Regions from separate parts of the Danio rerio genome. Here region 1 is linked to region 2. The links are chromatin contacts, called in public Micro-C maps. All regions are on one chromosome and are shown on one strand. The core of a region is the stretch at or near the end of the contact, and the rest is flanking DNA. Distances in the headings are between cores, read along the strand shown.

Evidence for each region. Hi-C and Micro-C count contacts between places; a contact is called where the count stands out from the background.
Region 1: a Micro-C map of caudal fin shows a contact between it and region 2, with 8 times the contacts expected there. The contact joins the promoter of scaf1 here to the promoter of si:ch211-195b15.8 in region 2. A contact is called at or near these places in 7 of 18 Hi-C or Micro-C datasets (caudal fin, embryo, fibroblasts and 2 more) and 3 of 4 datasets of contacts at active chromatin or transcription factors (caudal fin, embryo and gastrula embryo).

What each region holds. Positions count from the first base shown.
Region 1 is chr3:31,287,194-31,291,473 of GRCz12tu, forward strand. It overlaps scaf1 (SR-related CTD-associated factor 1), which reads left to right and starts at 2,753. Exons shown (of 12, transcript XM_073944590.1): 1 at 2,753-2,929; 2 at 3,504-3,557. The coding sequence starts at 2,924. It overlaps LOC100534937 (insulin), which reads left to right. Exons shown (of 3, transcript XM_009299616.4): 2 at 1,761-1,824; 3 at 1,827-2,019. The coding sequence ends at 1,906.
Region 2 is chr3:31,213,314-31,217,952 of GRCz12tu, forward strand. si:ch211-195b15.8 reads left to right here and starts at 2,607. Exons shown (of 5, transcript XM_681250.9): 1 at 2,607-2,808; 2 at 3,014-3,119; 3 at 3,251-3,410; 4 at 4,351-4,474; 5 at 4,595-4,639. The coding sequence starts at 3,027. LOC141381223 (a long non-coding RNA gene) reads right to left here and starts at 3,406. Exons shown (of 3, transcript XR_012401075.1): 1 at 3,219-3,406. ap2a1 (adaptor related protein complex 2 subunit alpha 1) reads left to right here. Exons shown (of 20, transcript XM_068219100.1): 20 at 1-268.

The DNA.
Region 1 (4,280 bases), core at 1,503-4,002, 74 kb after region 2:
TAATCAATGTTTTATTTTAAAACAAGTTGTGTGTGATTTGATACTTCGCCCCCCTTGTGGACTTTCATGACACTGCAGGCAGTGGAAAGGCTTTTTTTTTTTACCTTTTTAATTACTCGAATGCTTTTTGGCTGGAAACTATTTGCTAATTTCAATATATATTATTAATAATAAATTTTATATTTACTGTGTAACTAATTTTATTAAATAGAGTTTTTTTATTGAAACAAAGCACAATAATCGATTTCTTATGTTACAAATAAATTGTGTTGAAATTGCATGCATTGAATTTCATACAACGACTATAAAAGGTGCTTTATTTCCAAACAATCATGTTACATTTTTGTAATGTAATCTACTACAATGCAAACACAGTATTTGTATATGATTTAATTAGTGACCGAAATGCCATCTTAAAATACACATGGGGGTAAACTATATTGATCAATTTACGTGTATTTTTAGATGTCAAAAAGAACAGAGAAAGAAGATAGAAAATAAAGTTTTAAAGATGTCATCAATGCAAAAATGTGTGGCAATTAAAGTGCTATAGAGCAGTTAGAAAATCAGGAGGATGGACTCCTCTAGCCATTCAGGATGATGGTCATTCAGACAGCTGTAATGGGGTCAAGAAGTAGGCCTACTGCAAGTTTAGTCCAGACAAGAAGTTGAGGTCCCAACAACACACAGAATGTCAGCAAAGTGCAACGCAGTGCTTTCTGACTGTGTTTGTGCTGTTGGGACCTCAGTTTCTTGTCTGGACTACAATTTTCTCTTTAGAATCTTCCTCATCATTTTTTTTGATTCTGCTAAATAGTTTAATAAACATTTCAGTTCCAGAAAAGTAGAATTTTCTGCCTATTATTTTGATATGTCAGGTCTTACAGAAGAACAACCAATAAAATATGCATTAAAAGAAGGTTAAATGGATAAATTCAGAGTGAGAAAATGAGCTGTCTAGTTTGTTGTTCGCTGGCTAGAGTTTTAATTTAAAACAAGTTTTAACGGATTGGCAATTTTCTATTGTTATTGTTTGTTGTTTATGATGGATGATAATAAATTCATTCATTCATTCATTTTCTTGTCGGCTTAGTCCCTTTATTATTCTGCGGTCACCAGAGTGGAATAAACCGCCATGATAATAAATAAGCATTAAAAAATTTGTATTTTTTCATATTTATAAAATTCTAATCTTATTACATTATATATGAAACTAAAATAACCACAGTTTAAACAAGTTTTCAAGCATCAAAACAATAAAAGATCAATTTAAGAGATCAGATCAAATTAATTCAGATCAAATTATTAAGGATATTTAATTGATTATCTTTTCAGACTTTCTGTTCCAAATTCAACCTCAAAATATATACAACACTGATTCATTTTTGTAAACAATTAGCAATGTAATGCATCATTTTACATATCTATTATGCTGAATGATGTTGAAACATTTCACATGCATTTTGACTTTATTTAGACAAAACAATGTATTTAAATAAAGTAAACGCGTTTATTATGCATATACAGGTTTCCGACCTCTTTGATTTGATCTCCCCGAAGACCATATAAAATGTCACAATGTCTCTTGTCTCACTCGCAGAGTGTACAGCAGAGTAGTCAACATTCCTTGGAATATTAAATGTATAGCGTTATGCATGCATGGTTTACCCGTTTTGGAGCCTTTTTGGTGACAACCAGTCATTGATAACACTCTTTCCACAGGCATCATGATTAGAAACAGCGCCACCTTCCTGCAGTAGAGTGGAGAGAGAGACGCGTTTGAGAAGAGGGGCATTGTGGAGCAGTGCTGTCATTTTTCTTCTGCGATGACCTGGAGAATTACTGTAACACAAAGAAATCACCAGTGCTACTTCTGCATATACTTCACCTGAGTAATGATAACTAGAACCTATTAAGTGCCGCAGGTTTGAGCCTGTTTGGATGTGATCAGGAGTAAATGAGGGTTTATTTGAAATGTTACACAATGGATATGTTTCCAATAAAACAAATGCAAACATATATAGCTGTTTGCTTTTATTGGCACAAACAAGTCTGCCCTTATGAAGATGAACTGATTTCATTACAATACAACCATAAAACCATGGTTATTGTACATGTTAACCACAAAATCATCACAGTTTTGCTGCAGTAGCCACAGTTTAACCATATTTGTTATATAAATATGTTCATACAGATGAAAACATGGCTACTACACTTTTGCTTTAATAAATGCATGGTCAATGATTACAATAAATAAGTCAAGACTGGTCATTACTTAAATTATTATTGCATTCATGCAGCTCATGCAGTAAAAGCAACATTAAAGGGTTATCATTGGTTTGACTTTGCATGATTATGTATGGCAGCATCTTAGGCTAATTTTGATTAAACAAAAGCACTTGCCAAGTATCAAACGGAATAACTTGTGATTCTTGAAAATTATCAATAGGCTTTTAATATTTCGATGGTAAAATGATATAACAATTTAGTTTAACTAAGAATCTAAAATCTTCCAACCATTAAAGACTCATTTTAAATTAGGAGAATTGTGCTGCTTTGTAAACATCAGATTTAAACAATCACAATTTCAGTCCAGCAAGACTGTTCTCGGTTATTGTCGAGATTTTCTATTTACTACAGTTTTTCTCATACATCACACACACGCAGACATTTTTTTTTATTTCCGATTTACGTCGTCGCCAAAGAAGACGTCTTTGATGAAAAACTACATTTCCCATAAGCCCGTGCCGGCAGTTTCGGTAGGGAAAGCAAAATGGCGGAATCGGATGGGATGGGCCTCTTATTGTGTTCCTAAAAAAATGTTTCGTGCCTCTGAATTCTGTTTTAAAGTTATCAAAAACACCGCTGAGGGATTTAGCAGGTTCTCAGCTTTGGAATTCACTAGCCGATTCACCTCTGCGCCATGAAGGTAAGTGGCTCTTGTAGCTTGTCTAACTTAGCTAGCAAGCTAACCTCTGTGGTCGACACATTTTTAGCCAGTCAATTATTTCAGCGAGTGCGCGGTGTTTTCCTAAAATTCAACACTGAGATGAAAATGAGTTTGCAATGCTAATTTTATTCAGAGTTAGCTGTATGGCACTGGCGCTTAATCTTAATTAAAGATATATACGCATAGGCAAAATGCTTCAGTAACGTTACAACGTTAGATAACGTTAGCTAGATAGATCTACAGATATATAGACAGATAACAAGCATCGTCTTGTAGCATCACCTTAAATCAATTTCATCCAGTGATCGCGATCAATGATGTCAGAGGGTCGAGATCCAAAGGCATTGAGTTGAATGTCAACACAAGCTTTCTGTTAAGTTACCCGAGTGATCAAGCTTCCCCGAGAGGTCTTCAAGTTAAAGACCGAGATTTAATGCCTAAGTAGGTTAATATATTCCCCGGGTTTTAGTTTATTGGCATGTGCAAGCGCAGCTTTATGGTATCTCGAGCGAATGTTTCAGATCTTTGTTATGGTGTTGTCTGCTGTGTGTAGATGGGAACAGATGGACAGGCTGAAAAGGATGAAGCAGATGTTGTGCCAGGAGAGGTGAGTGTCTTATGAAGCGAGATAAAGCTACTTGTTTGTGCAGGAGCAAGTTGGATGCTTACTGTAAATAAATAATTAGAGTGTGCGTTTAAGTTTTATTGGAGTGAATGTTCAGGTCATATTTTTTTTCCATGTACAAATGACCAATTCCAAACCACATTGGTCTTAACGACAATTAATTTTCTATGTCAATGATGTTTAAATTTTTCGATCAGGATTGGAAGTGTGAAACATCTTATTTTCATGTGCAAATAATTGTGAGGGAGCTTTTCTTGTGCAGCACAAATAGTTAAAAGTTTGATTTGTTTCACTTTGAAAAGTCAGTAATGTACATGAGAAGGATTCTGTTCTATAGAAACTGTCGAATTATGAACTGTTGAACCAAGAATTATACAGGACATGGGCTATCTCTGCTACCGGTTTTCCCCATTTGTCTTTAAAAGTAACGTTTCACACAGACATGATGTTCCCCAAAAAATGACCCACACCGAAGAAGAATCACAAGATTATTTGCTATATATGTAATGATAAAGAGTTGAACTCTCACAACTTATTGCCTGATTTAGAAATCAAATCTTCAAATAATGATACAAAAGAAATGAGAAACGAAAGAGTAATTTGTTTGGTGTAATTCTAATTTATACTTATTATCTTGTGTGTTGTGTTGTGTTTAAGGATTCTTTAATCTATTCATTTATTTGGTTATTGTCATGTTTAAGTATT
Region 2 (4,639 bases), core at 1,357-3,856:
TTCTGCGACATTGTCATTATTAGTTGAGCTGGGGGTCTCGCTTTCCTTGATGCTGAGATGCAGTACTGGGGACTTTGTCATTGTAGTTGAATAGAGTCACAGTCATGGCGTGTGTGTGTGTTTCTGTGTGTGTGTGCGCGTGTCTATGCAGTATCCGCTAGCTAATGCAGCCCCGGTGTGTCGCTGTTCAACCTGTCAGATACCTGTGTTAGATTAAATTTACTCTGTACTGAATAATGTGAAAGTAAAATTATGCCATATACTCGAACCAGGTGTTTTCTTTGTGTGTGTGTGTTTGTAGGTTGGTGTTAGGGATGAGCACTGAGATCAGGTGAGCTGACAGCTCAGTTTAAGGTACATGCACAAAATAGATGGCCATGCTTCTCTATGTTTATGCATCTGACAGTACTGTATTGGTGAGTAGAACAAAGCAGCATTATAAGCTTTGTGAAGTTTATTTATAAACTAATTTCGAGAGGATCATGCGCTTATGATTGACCACAGCTGGCCCCGCATTAGCTCACGATTGATTCTCCAATCAGACGATTCCTAACCCACTATAAAGAACCAGAGTGTCTGTATCTCAGTATCTTCATCTTGAAGAGTTCCCACTCCCCCCTCCTTTCCAGATAAGCGATACAGCGACCCAGTGATTAGCACTATTGCCTCACAGCAGGAATGTCTCTACTAAACCAGTTGACATTTCTGTATGGAGTTTGCTTGATCTCCCCATGCTCGGCTGTATTTTCCACAGGTTCTCTGGTTTCTTCCTACAGTCCAAAAAACACTCAAGTAAATCGAACATATCAAATTGATACATAGCCAAACTCTTACCAAGAGTACACCTCTACTTAGCCATCATAAGTCTGTGATTAGCTAAAAAATAAGCCAGGGGAGTTCATCGAGATCTACCTGAGCTCAAACTCCCCTCTCGCCCTGCAAGTGGGAGGGAACCAATGGCTTGAGGATCTCATAAGCTTAGGGCTTTCTCCCGGGACAGGATACCCAACAAGCTTTATCGTCAATTAACAGCCCTTCCACAATTTAAGATCTTTAATCATAGCACAATCTGTTTAGTTTAAACTTTGTCCGCTCTGCTTGGCACAGAAAGGAAATTTGTCTTTAACGCTGGTAACACATCAATCACATAAAAGAAACACTCAAGACAACAGCATAAATTAAAAATTTAAAAACACATTAGCCCCATATAATTGGTATGTAATTGCTAAACCTATTTGGTTCACAAAGTCCATGGCGTTAAATATTTTGTCCTTTTTTTCTGGGTACAAATGTCTAAACGTATTTAAGACAAGATGGGTAAACTACAGATTATCTGAGCGTACATGGTTACATTGTCATTGGGTTTTGAAATAAACCCTACTGGCAAATATTTATTTGTCCTAATGCATTTTCAGAAATCAATATTTAATTTTGCATCTCAAATATGTTGTGACTGATGAAGCTTGAGATATTTGCACTAGAAAAAGAAGTATAATTATAGAATAATAAGATACCAAGAAGTTAAACAGTCACTTTTGCAGTATGAGCTTAAGAAACAAAGTTATGCACATACTTTAGTGATTGATTCTTTTTTTAGTGGATGAGTCGTTGAGAGATGAAAGGTGTATTAGCAACATTTCAGTTTATTGAACACTGACTGGTGGTGTTCTCCTCAGTATATTGTATTTTTAGGGAACCTTAAAATATTGCAAGAGCAAAATTAAGTGTTTTTTTTTTTTAACTCTCAGGGAAAATAAACTGCAAATCAAATTAGGTCACCAGATAGGATTTATACCATACTGAGAAATAAAAGCTATTATCGAAATGTTTTTTTTTTATTATTATTATTAGATGATTAGGTTTGCATATTCAGTGTAAAAGAAAATGTTCAGTGGAGGGAGTCTGCTAAATTATTGCAAGATTAAGACAAATGTGATATTCTGTATTAGAATTGCATTACATAGTGACTATTTACAGAAATGCATTAGCATACAAGTTGCACAAATGCACATGATCAATACTGTATTTCTGCTGGGTTTGCAGCTGGAGAAATAAATTAATGTTGTGCTCCAGTCTGATCAAAACAAATGACATCATTGAAACATAAACAACGTAATTGTTTTGGGTACAGTGCACTGCGGTAGTGCTGTTTTATTATGAATATGATATAAATAGGTAAATGTGGAGCACTGAACTAAGCGTTCTGAATAATACATTTTGTTTACAACAGAAACACTGCTCCATGCGGGACGCTGCAGACGAGTTTGATATCAAAAAACATCTAGAATGATAGGAGAGTCGCAATTGACGGATTGCACACACTCCATTTGCAAAATAAACGCAGCTTGTTTCAGTCTGAAAGGCTACAGGGAGTAAAACGCGATTCATCACAATAAAAATGCCGAGGTCTTCAGGGTAAATTGATGATGGCGAACAAACAGAGCGTGCCCGCGCGCGCGTCAAAGAGCAAGCCTGCGCTCCGATTGGCTGAAAATGACATCACACTGAATTGCACTATTCTTAGCTTCTGGAAACGGGGATGACCTCATCTTTTCCTCCCTCGCGCAGGTACAGATACATACAACAACAAATAATGTTAGGAGCGCAGACAGGACGGAGAGGAGCTCGAGAACACAGCTGCTGAGAAGGCAGATCGAGTAGCTCTTTATCTTCAAGCAGATTGATAAACATACCAAACACGGTATTTGCTTCTGCAGTTTGTGCTGCAGACAGAGCCGCAGCCGCTTCGCTGGACTTTTGCAAGCTTTTTAGATTTCCTGCGCGTTCTGCTGGTTTATAACTGAACTGGTGAGTACCAGCTTTTAAGTTTACTGTAAATAAACATAACTTGTTGTATAACCATGGTAAAAATATATTTATTAAAACTTTAATTTCAGGCCCTTTTAGGGGATTATGTCAGTCTGTTTACTGCGTCATAGACCCACTCAGTAATTCTCTGTGTATTTAGCATTTCTATATTGTTTCATGCTAAATAAACATTCTCTTATTTTAGATCAAATCTAGAGATGGTGTTCTACAGGGACGGTCAGTCTGAGCGGCCACCGCTGTCGCGTATTCTGCCGCATCTCTACCTTGGTGCAGAGACTGACGTAACGCAGGTATATTTACAATTCTCAAATTATTCATAAGTATTGCTGTCATATAATAACAATGCATTTGTTCTCATTGGTGTTTTCTGTGCACAGCATGCGACTTACTTTCTCACTATAATCCGCTTTTCGCACTACAGGATGGATTGTCCGACCGAGGCATTTCATACGTGCTAAGTGTGAGCCGATGTTGCCCACAGCCGTCCTTTCTGCCCCAGTCCCAGTACCTCCGTATCCCGATCGACGACTCCCTGCGGGATGACTTGCTTCCCTGGATCCCTCAGGCGCTGCACTTCATTGGTGAGGGACCTGCAAGCCCACTGCTTACATCAGCCTAGATTTGCATCCTAAATGCATTACATCATTAATACTTTTAGCGATGGTTAACAAACGCATGACTATTGAAATAGATTTTGATTCTATATACACTACCAGTCAAAAGTTTGGGGTCAGCAGGGGTTTTAAATGTTTTAAAATAGGTTTATCCTGCTCACCAAGGCTGCATTTATTTCATCACAAATACAGTACAAATTGTGAAATGTTATGCACTATAAAATAACTGTTCAAAAGTAATTTATCATTTATTTCAGTGATTTTATCGATAGATTTTTAGCTTTATTACTCCAGTTCACTTAGTCACTTGATCCTTCAAAAAGCACTCTAATATTAATTAATAATATTATTAGTAGTATTATTATTATTAATGGTAATAGTAATAAAAGCAATATTAATATTTCAAAATTCATTTGAAACTACATACAACAAGAAAGCAGTTATTTAAAATTGTAATAAATATTCAACAATTTAACATTTTTTACATTTAATAAATGCCCCCTTCATAATAAACAGAATAATTAAAAACTAAATAAATAATTAAATAAATTAAAAGATCACAAACCGATCATATTTATCTATAAAGTACTTTTTTTTTCTTGCAAAAAAATTGTTAGTAAACATCCCAAAGCTATTAGCTGAGTTTGTATGAATACATAAACAAGTTTTATTCCTGTCAATACCAAAAATATGACTTAAAACAATGTTGAAATAAGCAGTTCAGAAAGAATGAAAACAAAGATTGCTTTGGCCTGATTTTTGTCTAAATTACATCCGTTTGTTGTTTGAATGCTTTTGGCATTTTTTTGGCATTTTTTTTTTTTTTTTGAGTTTCATGGTTAAGCTGTATTTAATTTCTCCCTGTGTGCATAATATTTCATTAACATAATCAACTGATCTGTTTTAGATGGGGCCATGTCAGCTGGCTGCTCAGTCCTGGTTCACTGTGCTGCAGGAATCTCTCGCTCTCCTGCGCTTGCTGTGGCCTACGTCATGTACAGCCTAAAAATGGATCTGGATCATGCATACAGGTAATGTGCATCTGCTGCTGTTTATATGTGCATCTTCTGTTATTGAGATTTTTTGATTGAAACTGGTGATGTCAACAAGAATGATTAACTAATAATATCAATATCTGATCATTGCTTTAGGTTTGTGAAAGAACGCAGACCTACAATTTCACCCAACTTTAATTT